Linked DNA regions of Sus scrofa: all the other regions are linked to region 1. A link is a contact called in public Hi-C data. All regions are on one chromosome and are shown on one strand. Each heading gives the region's core, a stretch centred on a gene start, on an enhancer-like site or on the middle of the called end of the contact. The rest is flanking DNA. Distances are from core to core; before and after follow the strand shown. Region 1 overlaps ABCA4 (retinal-specific ATP-binding cassette transporter). Region 2 overlaps LOC102161678 (a long non-coding RNA gene). Region 3 has its middle 53 kb from the start of ARHGAP29.

What was found. Hi-C and Micro-C count contacts between places; a contact is called where the count stands out from the background.
Region 2: a contact with region 1 is called in a Hi-C map of liver, with 2.0 times the contacts expected there. The contact joins two enhancer-like sites. A contact is called at or near these places in 2 of 47 Hi-C or Micro-C datasets (liver and subcutaneous adipose tissue) and 2 of 2 datasets of contacts at active chromatin or transcription factors (alveolar macrophages and skeletal muscle).
Region 3: a contact with region 1 is called in a Hi-C map of liver, with 2.6 times the contacts expected there. The contact joins two enhancer-like sites. A contact is called at or near these places in 1 of 47 Hi-C or Micro-C datasets (liver) and 2 of 2 datasets of contacts at active chromatin or transcription factors (alveolar macrophages and skeletal muscle).

What each region holds. Positions count from the first base shown.
Region 1 is chr4:123,245,586-123,249,414 of Sscrofa11.1, forward strand. ABCA4 (retinal-specific ATP-binding cassette transporter) reads left to right here. Exons shown (of 51, transcript XM_021090184.1): 11 at 355-552. Among named protein-coding and RNA genes, the nearest start is that of ABCA4, 45 kb to the left of the region's middle. Within about 2 kb of position 1,801, at least 11 of the 83 cell types and tissues checked have an H3K27ac peak or open chromatin away from gene starts, as enhancers often do. A contact at or near this core is called in liver, where this site is marked.
Region 2 is chr4:122,990,343-122,994,171 of Sscrofa11.1, forward strand. LOC102161678 (a long non-coding RNA gene) reads right to left here. Exons shown (of 7, transcript XR_002343596.1): 2 at 419-556. Among named protein-coding and RNA genes, the nearest start is that of ABCD3, 63 kb to the left of the region's middle. Within about 2 kb of position 1,774, at least 4 of the 83 cell types and tissues checked have an H3K27ac peak or open chromatin away from gene starts, as enhancers often do. A contact at or near this core is called in liver, where this site is marked.
Region 3 is chr4:123,027,234-123,031,062 of Sscrofa11.1, forward strand. No RefSeq gene overlaps it. Among named protein-coding and RNA genes, the nearest start is that of ARHGAP29, 53 kb to the right of the region's middle. Within about 2 kb of position 1,993, at least 44 of the 83 cell types and tissues checked have an H3K27ac peak or open chromatin away from gene starts, as enhancers often do. A contact at or near this core is called in liver, where this site is marked.

The DNA.
Region 1 (3,829 bases), core at 551-3,050:
AGAAAGCCATCTTGGGAAGATGGTTGAGTGTGTCCCCCCGGTCTCATTTTCCTTTGCAAAACCAGATGAGTGTCCTACATGGCGGGACAATTAAAAGGGAACCCAAAAGATCCTTAAGAGAAAGAAAGCATCCTATGATAGCGTCTCCTGTCTCTCTCCCTGACGCCCACGTAAACATCTTCCCTCTGTTAAAGGGAACTGCATGCTGGGGAGAAATGGGATAGGCCTCATGATGATGGAAGCAAACCCACTAGACAGAGTCTGTCCTGTTCATTAAAGATTGGAAATGGCCTAAAAATTGACTAAAGATCCCGTGGCATTCTAAATGCTGTGAACTGTATTCTTCTTTCCAAGGACTCCCTGGAGAACCCGACGGTAAAAGCCGCTTTCAACAGGCAATTTGGCGAGGGCGGTGTTACTGCTGAAGCCATTCTGAGCTTCCTCTACAGGGGCCCTCGAGAGGGCCGGGCCGACGACGTGGCCAGCTTCGACTGGAGGGATGTATTTAACGTCACCGATCGCACCCTGCGCCTGGCTAATCAGTACCTGGAGGTAAGGGCCGCAGGTACCTGGAGGGCCACGCTGCCCCCCGCCCCAGGCCAGCCCTGTAGGTGGAGCCAGAGACCCCTTAGCAAGTCAGGTGGTCTTGGGCTTCAGCTCTCATTTCCCCACTGAAGAGAGAAGAATCCCAACAGCCCCCAGACAGAGCGGGGTCCTATTCACACAAACAGCTTGTCCACAATGGAAAGAGGTCCCTCGTCCCCTCTCCTGCCTCCTCCCTGGCTGCTCCTCCTCCCTGTAGCCCACAAAGTGTCCATGCTGTCCTCAGGTGTCTCCTGCCTGCCGTCACCTGCAGTGTCCACCAGAGCTCAAGTTCCGGGGTCCCCCTGCCTGCTGGACGCTCCACCCCAGGGTCTGCAGGCTCATCAGACTCAGCGGGTCCCAAACCAAATCTGTGTTCTCCCTCCCCATAAAACCTATCCTGGTCCTCTGTGTTCTTCCAGATTCTCAAGCTAGGGGTTTCAGGGTCACCCTTGAGTCGCCTTCCACACAGCAGCTCTCACTTAGTATGGAAGTTTGTGCCAAGCGCTCTGCTAGGTGCCTCTACATACCCCAGTCCCTTTGATCATCCAGCAGCTCCGTCAAGTGTGCACTGTCGTTCCCACTTGACGGATGCGGAAGCTGAGCCTTAAAGAGCCTAAATAAGATCCTGACCCCAGCCGTTAGTGGCGCAGACAGGATGCAGAGCCGGTGTGCCTGAGCTCAGAGCCTGCCGTCCTGGCTCCTCCACTGCCCCTGTCGCATCTACTCACTGAGCTTTGTCTCCTCATCTTTTAAGTATTTCTCAACTCCTCCTCTTGCCTTCCAGGCTCTCTGAACCCCAGAGGCCTTGTTAGCTCCCCACCAGCCTGTTCTAACCGCCCCTCCCTGGACGCCAGGTCCAGTCCGCACTGCTTATGCCAACACCAGAGTTACACTGCCGACGTCACTCTCACGCTTACAGCCTTAACGACGCCTCCTCGGGGTCCACAAGGCCCTTCCAGTCCTGCTCCAGCCCCTTCCCAGCCTCTGCCCTGCACACAGCTCCGGCTCTGTTCCATTGGCCTTTCCACCACCCTCAGGCCCACCCTGGCTTCTCATGGTTTCATCCTTTGCAAACGGCTGCTTCTTTGCCTATTTATTATAGCCTTTCTGCTTAAACAACCAAAAAAGAATTTATTGGTTGACATAACCTGGAAGTTCAAGGGACCAAGGATACCGTGTCCCTCCAACTAACCTTTCCGCTTGCAGTGGCCTGGCCTTGAACTTGGCCAGGCCCTCTCCGTGTCGTAGTGTGTCAGCTGCTCACAGCCTTCAGTGATCCTGTTGACACCAAAACACCACAGAAAGAGGGCATGGCTTTCCCGTAGCACAAAAACAATATTCCTAGCGGTCTCCCACTGGCCTGGCCTCCACCTGCCCCCAGTCCCTCGGGGACTGTGCACCACCACCCGGTAAGGAAAGCGGATTCGCTTCATCTGAATCTCGTGGGCTGAGCAGGATTATTGCCAAGGGAGGAGGCTTTTCCCCAAAAAAAGACACGCACGGCGGAGACGTCTGAAAGGCCGTCTCCTTCCCCATCTGTTCGGTGTCTTTTCATTTATTCTTTGAGACTCAGCTCTCAAATGTCACTTCTGGAGTTCCCACTGTGGTTCGGAAGTAACAAACCCAACTAGTATTCATGCGGACGGGAGTGTGATCCCTGGCCCCCATCATCAGGTTAAGGATCCGGTGTTGCCATGAGCCGTGTTGTAGGTCACAGACACGGTTGGGATCTCGTGTGGCTATGGCTGTGGCTGTGGTGTCGTCCGACAGCTACAGTTCTGATTCAACCCCTAGCCTGGGAACTTGCATATGCTGCAGGTGCGGTCCTAAAGAGACAAAAAAACAAAACCAAAACCAAATGCCACTTCTGCTTCAACGTGGGTTTAGTCATTCACTCCTCTGTGCTTCCCCAGCCCTCTCGTCACATCTCCTTGGACTCCGTTGCAGTTAGAGTCAAGTTAGCTGTTCCGTGTCCATCTCTGGCTGACCAGCAGGCTGCAGCTCGGAGTCAGGGAGCTCATCCTAGGGATCCTCAAATTCTCAACCTCAGACTCCCAGGGACCATCTTCGTCTGCGGGCTTATCACACCTGCCGGTGGGCGTCACATCATATAAGTGCATCAGCAGGTGGAAGGTGCTGTGGCCAATAGGGGCAGGGAGGAAGCCAGTGGCCCCCAGGAGCAGGCCCCCACCCCGCCTCCTTGGCCCTGAGGATAACTAACTACTGAGAAGAAGCCTGGCTCCGTCAATCACGCAGTGCTCTGGAAGACTCCCTGCTGTCCTTCGTGCTGCCAGAACTTCCCCGTGCGTGAAGCTCCCTCTGCAGAGCCGTGGAGGGGCCAGCCCGCTCCCTGGGGCCCCTCGGAAGGGGCTGGGTGTGGCAGCAGCACTACCAAAGTTCAGGTCCTTACAAAGTGGTTCCAAACTCTCTGAAGGCAAGAATGATGAGTGCTTTTTACAAAACAGATTCCTGCATACAAACCCAGATCTGCTGACCTCACGTCAGCCACCAACCCTCCCCTGGGGCGTTGCAATCTCTGAGCACCGCCGAACGCCCTCAGCAAAGGCCACAGTGGCCACGCCCGCCCCAGGGCTTCCGAAGAGGGGTTCTGATGGCGCAGAAGCCCAGCAGGAGAGCAAGCTGAGGTCTCAGGTCCTCCTGCCCTTGGGTGGAGGGAGGAGGAAAGTGAGCGGGAGAGAAGTGAAACGAGGAGGGGCGGGAGGCACGGGCAGTGAGGAAGAATCCCATCTTTGCAACCAGTCCTGGGACTTTCTGCTTTTGTTCTTGTGTTCTGGGGGCTCTGGGGGAGCCTCAGAGTCCCCCCAGCTCCCAGCCTGAGAACTCCTCAGAGCAGGCAGGGCACGGACCCCTCTCCACCCCGGCTCTGAGGGCTTCTCCAGGACAGGGCGGCAAGCGGGTTCCTTACTGGCTAAGGCTCGACGGAGCGCCTCCTTTCAGCAACGTGACTTTCACTCAAGAGCTTTGAGAACTTCCTCCTGGGCGGCCTCAGTGCTCACTTCTCTGCCTGTTCCCAAAAAGAAAAAAATCATTTTTTAGGAAGATTCATCAGAAGCGCGCTGAGTGTAAGTTTTGTTGATCCGGGTCAGCGTGGTGCTCAGATGTGATGCTGAACCACAGAAGCTCCAGGGACAGAGAGCAAACCTCTAAGCCCTTTGTCCTCAGAGGCAAGGAGAGTGTTTCCATAGGTTTTGTCTTCGTCTCTCGAAAGGCTAAATCCTCTTTT
Region 2 (3,829 bases), core at 524-3,023, 260 kb before region 1:
ATCAGGTCTTGTTTCCTCCACTGGGGAACTAAAGGGAGTAACAATAATACCTAACCCATAGCGTTGCTGAAGGGCCTGAGCAGGTAAAGCCCTAGGCCAGGGATCGGCGTGGAGAAAGCAGTCAATACATGATACCTACTTTTTCCCTTTTAAATTAGTAAATGCTAAAGATTTATAATGCTTGGTATGGGCAAGGTTAAGGGGCAAGACACTCTTAGACACATTTCATTGGGAGTATGAGCTGTATATAACCTTTTAGGGGGATGACTTGACAGTATTGTAACTCAAAATAGGAGCAAATGATTCCATGTCCTAGAATTTATCCCACACCATGACTTTTAGGAATTCTCAAGACTGTATGCACAAAGATATTCAATACAATTGGGAAAAGGTAGAAATAAAACCTGCATTTACTTACGGGAATTTTATGTACCCATTTATGCTGGTTGTCTGCTGTGTAACAAATTATCTTCTCAAATGTCAGAAATCCATGGCTCAAGGTCCCGCAGGAGGTTGCTGTTCCACTACTGATCAAGGCTGTGATCTCATCTGAAGGCTCAACAAAGGGACGGGGGAGGGTCAGATACAGACAAAGAGATGAGTTGCTATTTCTGCGGTGGGTGCTCCATCTGGCTCGGACTCTACCCTCTTCCCAGTGAAGCAATAAGCCCCACAGCAAGGGTCTGGGCTTTCAGGTGGAAGGAACCGGAGGAAGCCTTCCACCTCCCTCGATCCTAGCCCCTCCAGGCCAGTCCTCTTTTGAGAGGAAACACGGGGGTCTAGAGTCAAAGGCCAAGCTAAGGGCAAGATTTTGCCTTCCCTTGCTTTGTTCTCTGGGACTGTATTTCCTCCTGGTATCTTAGATGAGGCGCTTGGCATCTAAAACAGAAATCAGATATCTTGTATTCCACCAGGTCGCATCTAGTTCCACGTTTTGATGTGTCCACACCTTCACACGCACTGCCCTACGTCTATCATGAAGACGCCCCAGATGGCCCTTCTCAGTCTTCTGTCTTGAGGCTAAACACTCCCCGTTTCTTATTTTCCCTCTCATGAGGTAGGTTTTATATCTTTTACCATTTAGCTCACTCCCTGAAGGAGTTGTACGGTACTCCATAAATATTTTTTGGATGAATTCATTCATTCAGTAATAAATACTCTAATTAGTCAATGTCCTTCTTAAAACATCACCATGGTGTGATACTGTTTTAGGGACCGTGAATTACCGAGGATGCTTAAATGACACACACATTAAAAAAAAACCTGACCTTGAGCTAACTTAAACAATGGAATTCACTAGTTCACGATACAAAGAGTCCAGAAATGGTGAAGATCCGGCAGGATTAGAAGGAGAGGTTTGCACCGTGGCAGGGGCTCTGGGTCTGCTCGTCTTTGCTGGTCTGTGCTCTTGGCTCAGCTCTGGACCTAGTCCTCTGGCCAGGGTTCCTCCTGTTAGCAGAGTCCCTGCAGCCGTTCCACAGTGACCAGGGTGGGCGAAGCCCCGGCAGAGGACAGAGTGCTTCCCACACCCCCTAAGCACAAAGCCCAAGGGACTTCGGCTGGACCAGACTGACCTGGGCCACCTCCCCCCACCCCACCCCATGCCCGCCCCGGCCCACCCACTGCCTGTCCTGTTGGACTTGGACTCGAGGAGGTGTCCACCTCGGAGCCAATGAATGCTGCCAAGAGAACGGGGCTTCTAAGCCAGTCGAACCCTCCCTGTCCTCCACCCCAGCACCCAGAAGTAGGAAACTTCCTCTTGCAGCCCTGGCTGGAACGTGCAGATCCCGCTAGGGAGCGAGCAAAGGGAATGGGACGCTGCTATCAGGTGTGCAGCTGGTGTTTATTAGGTAACTGTGCACCAGACCCTCTTTTAGGCCCTGGGAATACAGCCAAGAACAAAATGGACAGAGTCCATTTGTCCATTTGTCAGAGAGGAGAAACAGAAAATAAACAAACACATACATAAGTAGGGAGAGAACTCTGGGGAGGAACGCAGGGGGTGCCGGGGAGACCTCCCTGGAAAGGTGACATCGGAGGTGTGATTTGGGAGAAGGAGGCAAGCACAGAGGGCCTGGGTGGAAGAGCACTGGTCATTTCTGAGAGACAAGGACTGAGGGCCGACGTGAGGGGCCTGGTGGGCCGGGCAAGGACTGAGGTTGGGCGGTGAGGGGGAGACCACCACATCCTCAAGGGCAGGGCCTGATTTTTAAGCAGTGGTTGCCACACCGTCAGTTGCTATGTCAATGCCCCCTCCACCTGTTCCCGCTGCCGGGCTCACCTGCCACAAAAGTCTGCAAATACCAGGCACCCCTTTTCCCTTCCAGGCCTGCTGCTGAGGTGCGAGCCAGTGATCCCAAATAGACCATGTTTCTCTAGATCATAGCTTAGGATTAGACAGACTGGAAAAGAGCAAGGCTTCAAGCCAAGAGCCAATCGGGAGGCTTCTGGCAGATTCGAGGACAGAGGTGAGCTGCGCTCGAATAGTGGTCATGGTCGCAGGACAAGAGATGAGGGCTGGGTGGGACCGAGATGACGGGGGGGAAGTGACGTGTTCTGGCAACTGGATGTGAGCAAAAAGGGAGACAGGTCAGACAAGGGGACAGGGGGCAGGGGGCAGGAGTGGGGCAGAGCCGGGAGCAAGAGCCCAGGTGCAGTTAGAGAATGAATCAGGGACGTGGTGGCTGTCCATTTGACATGTCACATGTCGGGGAAGCCAAAGGACGCCTGTCTTTGTCTTTCTGTTTGTCTTCTTAGGGCCTCGCCCACAGCATATAGAGGTTCCCAGGCTAGGGGGGGAATTGGAGCTGCAGCTGCCGGCCTATGCTACAGCCATAGCAACGCCAGGTCTGAGCTGGGCCTGTGACCTACACCCACAGCTCGTGGCAACTCTGGATCCTGAACCCACTGAGTGAGGCCAGGGATGGAATCTGCATCCTTATGGATACTAGTTGGATTCTCAACCCACTGAGCCACAGTGGGAACTCTTAGACTCCCATCTTTGGGGAAGAGTATCTAGAAAACAAAATAGAAACTGATCTGACTCATTGCAACTAGAGATTCTCACACTAAGTGAAGTAAGTCAGAAAGAGAAAGACAAATGTGATACCACTTATATGTGGAATCTAAAATATGGCTCAAATGAACCTTTATACAAAACAGAAACAGACTCACAGGCATGGAGAACAGACTTGCGGTTGCCAAGGGGGAGGGGGGAGGGAGTGGGATAGACTCGGGGTTTGGGGTTAGTACATGCAAATGTTTACATAAAAAAAAAAAGGAAACTGATCTGACTCATTCATAGATCTGGTCTTTGCCTATGTTATTTATCCATTCTGCCTGGGGTGCTCTTTGTCTGGCAAACTCCTATTCATCCTTCTATACCCAGATTAATTGCTGCCTCCTCCATGAAACCTTGGCAACTTTGAGGCAGAATTATTTCTTTTTCAAGGCTTCTGGAGCTGTTCACTGACACACGCATCCTATCACTTGCTCTGCACAATGCATTGCCATTTATGTGTCTCCTCCTTAGTACTAGGTTGCAAGTGGGCTCCTAGAGGCCAACTTAATGCTTTTGTATCCCTGGCACTTAACAGCAACTTGAATATAATCATCAAATGAGCGATGGATGAATGAACAAAATATTGACACTGGAGAAAAAGTAAAGGTTAAAAAGTGATAGGAGAAAGGGGTGGAATGTTGAAATATTTAAGATATTGAGACATTCATAGAGAATGGTAGGCCCAATGAGGTTATCCTTGGAAGCTCTTAGAAGGTTCTATATATGGAAGGAGGAGATCTAAATATTTGAGCTAATACCAAATATGAG
Region 3 (3,829 bases), core at 743-3,242, 220 kb before region 1:
ACCTCATGGTTCCTAGTCGGATTCATTTCCAGTGCGCCACGACGAGAACTCCTGTTTTAACCATTTTTAAGTATACAGTTCAGTACCATTCAGTACATTCACCGTGTTGTGCAACCATTCCCACCATCCATCTCTCCAGCTCCAGAGCTTTTCTTGGCTTCTCAAAGCAAAACTCCACATACATTAAAAAATAACTCCCATTCCCAGGTTCCAGGCCCTTCTACTTTTTGTCTCTGTGAATTTGACTCTTCTAGATGTTTCATATAAGTGTGTCTGGTTTATTTTACTTGGCACAGCATCTTCAAGGCTCACCCATGTTTTAGCATTTGCCAGAATTTTCTTCCCTTTTAAGGATGAACACTATTGCACTGAGTGTTTTTTTTGTTTGTTTGTTTTGTTTTGTTTTCATTTTTTGGGGGGAGGGCTGCACCTGCTGCATACGGAAGTTCCCAAGTTAGGAGTCTAATCGTAGCTACAGCTGCCGGCCTACACCACAGCCAGAGCAACGTAGGATCTGAGCTCATGGCAACCCCGGATCCTTAACCCACTGACCTAGGCCAGGGATCAAACCCACATCCTCGTGGATACTAGCAGGGTTCTTAACCAGCTGAGTCACCATGGGAACGCCCCCACTGAGTGTCTTACATCACTGTTTCATAGAAAGAAATTTGGACCTAAAGAGGTTAACTTGTCCAAAATAACGTAGCTGGTCAAAGAGAGAGGTGGGGTTTGGACAAAAGCGATCTGATTCCATAGTTCATCCTCCTTTCCCCTGACATCCTGCCTCATGTAGGGAAAGGCCCTGCCACTCCGCCTGGCCCAGGGTGGCTGCCAGGAAGAGAGCCGATTGTTCTTGATGATCTAGCACCACTTCGGCTCATCTCGGTAATGCAGTCCCTCTTTTCCTTGGGGAACTCTCTCTGTGATTGCACCCACTCTCCTGCATACAAGGGCTACAGGTTGAGCATGTTACTCAGGCCGGGCCAATCAGAGTCTTCCCTCTTCCCCCAACAAGGATTATCCAGGGATGGTTAGATGGGTGCCATCAGAGTCCACCCTGGTGGTGAGGCAGGGGTCCTGCCTGTCCATCTTAAGCTTAAGCAAGAAGGTGGTGAGAGAGGTGGCATCCTGAGCATTCATGTGACCCCTGGATTTAAGCATGTGCAAAGCCAACCAGCCCCATCAACTTCCCAGACACATGATCCAATTTATTCCTAGTTTTGCTTTTAGCTAAGCAGAATTGAATTTCTCTAACTTGTAAGGGGAAGAAACCTAATTCGCTGGATCCAATGGTCCCCATGGGAATGGGAAGGAAGAAACTAACAAGAACATTGCCAAGGTGTGTGGTGCGAGGAAAAGGGTCCTTCTGAAGTTTGGATACTAAAGAAGTTGCTATTTTGGGTATGGAAGAGGAAATTACAGAACTCCCAGGAGTCTTGATTGCTAGTTAGCTTCCAAAGGTAAAATGCACATTATTTATGATTACTGAATACTTCATCCCCTTCCAGAACCTTAAACTCATGAAGCGCTCAGGGTCTGATTGGGATAGGACTTCTGGACACTGACCTTTATCCTCCATTCCTACTTAGGAATCCACTCATTAATCTGCTCATTCATTTATGTAACTCAAACTTGCTGAGCGCTTACCATATGTCAGGTACTGCGCTAGGTGCTAAAGATAAAACATGGTCCCCTCTCTTTATAATCGAGTGAAGAAAAGAGGCATCGAGTGGATTCCCACACAGATGAGTATAATTAGAAATTGTGTTACAAAGAAAATGGAATTTCCTAAGAGGTATGTTGGGAGCATCAATTTCGATGGAGCAGAGCGAGGACAGCAGGGAACAGCTTCTCTCGGGAAATAACGTTTAGGCTAAGGCCTGGCTGGGGGAGAGAGGTCAACCCTGAAATGAAAAGGAGAGGTGGGGCCTGGAGCAGTTAGTCTCACCTACCAGAGGAAACAAGTGATTCACCCACCAGGAATGTGTGGCAGGAAGGCTTGAAACGGTCTTTGAAGTGGAGCTACCCAGGCCATAGAGAGGCCCTGGAACGTACATTAGCCATTGCAGGGCTCCCCCTCCCTCCCCGTTGCCTGCTGTCCAGTTCCCTTTCAGCGACTCTGCTCATTCATTCATTCAGTGCTTCACTCTTTCAGGAAATATTTATGGGATGCCCTCTGGTGGGGGGCATTATTCTAAATGATGCGGGTTCATGAGAAGGAAGACACGCTCTGCTCTGGTCTGGTTCTCAGCAGGAAGGCAGAAGCCTGGGGGGGGGGGGGCTCTTCCTCAAACGTCTCCCAGAGACACCCAGTTCTTTCCTCCAGGGAGCCGTTGGACCCAGGCTTCTGGGCGTGGTGCTAAGCCTTCCTTCTCGCGGCACTCACCCCCAGCAGACATGTACACTTTCATTTCTCCACAGAGACGTGAATCTCCTCCTTGGAGCAGGAGTGAAGCTCCTTTATCCGCAGAGCACTGAGAAGGAGATCACGTGGGGAAACAGGGCAGAATGACACCCCGCAGCGGGGCTGCCGGGCCCTCCAGATAAACATAAGAAGGTCATCCAAACACAGGAAGGCCACGTCCCCTTCCCTTGTCCTTTACCCCTCCCCTTCCTCCCTCTGGCTCCCTTATCCCCAGAGGGTGGGCCCAGCCTTTCCCAAAGTTTATTCTGAGAGCTCCAGGCTCCCGCAGTGGAACGTGCAGCGGACATGGGAATACAGCGGCCCAGCCAACAGGGAAAACAAAACTATAAACGGAGAGGTTTAATAGATTCCTTTCTCTCTCCCCCTCAAAGTTTTAGCAGACATTTCTCCTACTACTGCTTTTACCATTCTTGATATGTCAGCCCTTCCAGGAAGGAGGCCATCTGATGTTTATTGCATTTGTCAGCAAACATTTTGCACAGAAAAAGTTCAGGTATTTCTTAGGATCTCAGAGCCACTGACTTGGTCCAATAAACAAATGCGATACAATGTTAGGAAGCAAAGTCCAGAAAGCCTTGCATCTCAAACCCTGACCATGAGTTTGACTAGGGCACAAATAACACTAAAACTGAAGGGGAAATTTTATAAGGGTAAATTTCCTTTAAACCCACTATTGGGATGTTGTAAATAAGTAGGACCCCCGAGCCCATAAATAGGAAGTCTTTTGATCTTTAGTAAAAGATCATATTCTGATCAAAACAGTAGTGAACATACAAGGTTTGGATTTTATTCTCTACTTAGGAGTGAAAAGGTTAGTACTGCAGGATTTTGTGCCTCAATGATTATAAACCAGCATTTGTGATGAAACCTTCAGTACTAAATTCAAAACAAACAGAGCGTTTGAAAGCAGAGCATAACGGTGACCTTTCTCATGAGCTGTTGCTCAAACAAAGATATGTTCCAGCAATATCCGATGCTTCCTTCCTGCCAGGGCCTCCGCCTAGTACCATTTAAAACACTCCTGTTATGTCCAAACTGGAGCTGAGGATGTGGGGGAGCGGAGCTTCAGCAGCATTTTGTTTATGGTTTATTATTACTTGATAAGTTTTTTAATACTTCATTTTCATAAATTGATTGTCATGAGTTGGATTTGCAAGAGTAAGCAGGTGAAATCACAGCAAGGAACTCATTCCAGCCTTCTTTACTCTTCTATGTCTTCACCTCCCTACTTTTCCGGTGAGCAGCATCATAGGTTCTTGACCACAAGGACAGATAACAATCTCATTGCTCTTCGGTAAATAATTTTATGACTACATTGTCAGCAACAAACAAACAAAAACAGAAAGGCTTTTGAAAGACGATGCCGAACTTGGTTTGTGTAAAATGCTATAGATCTAAATGAAC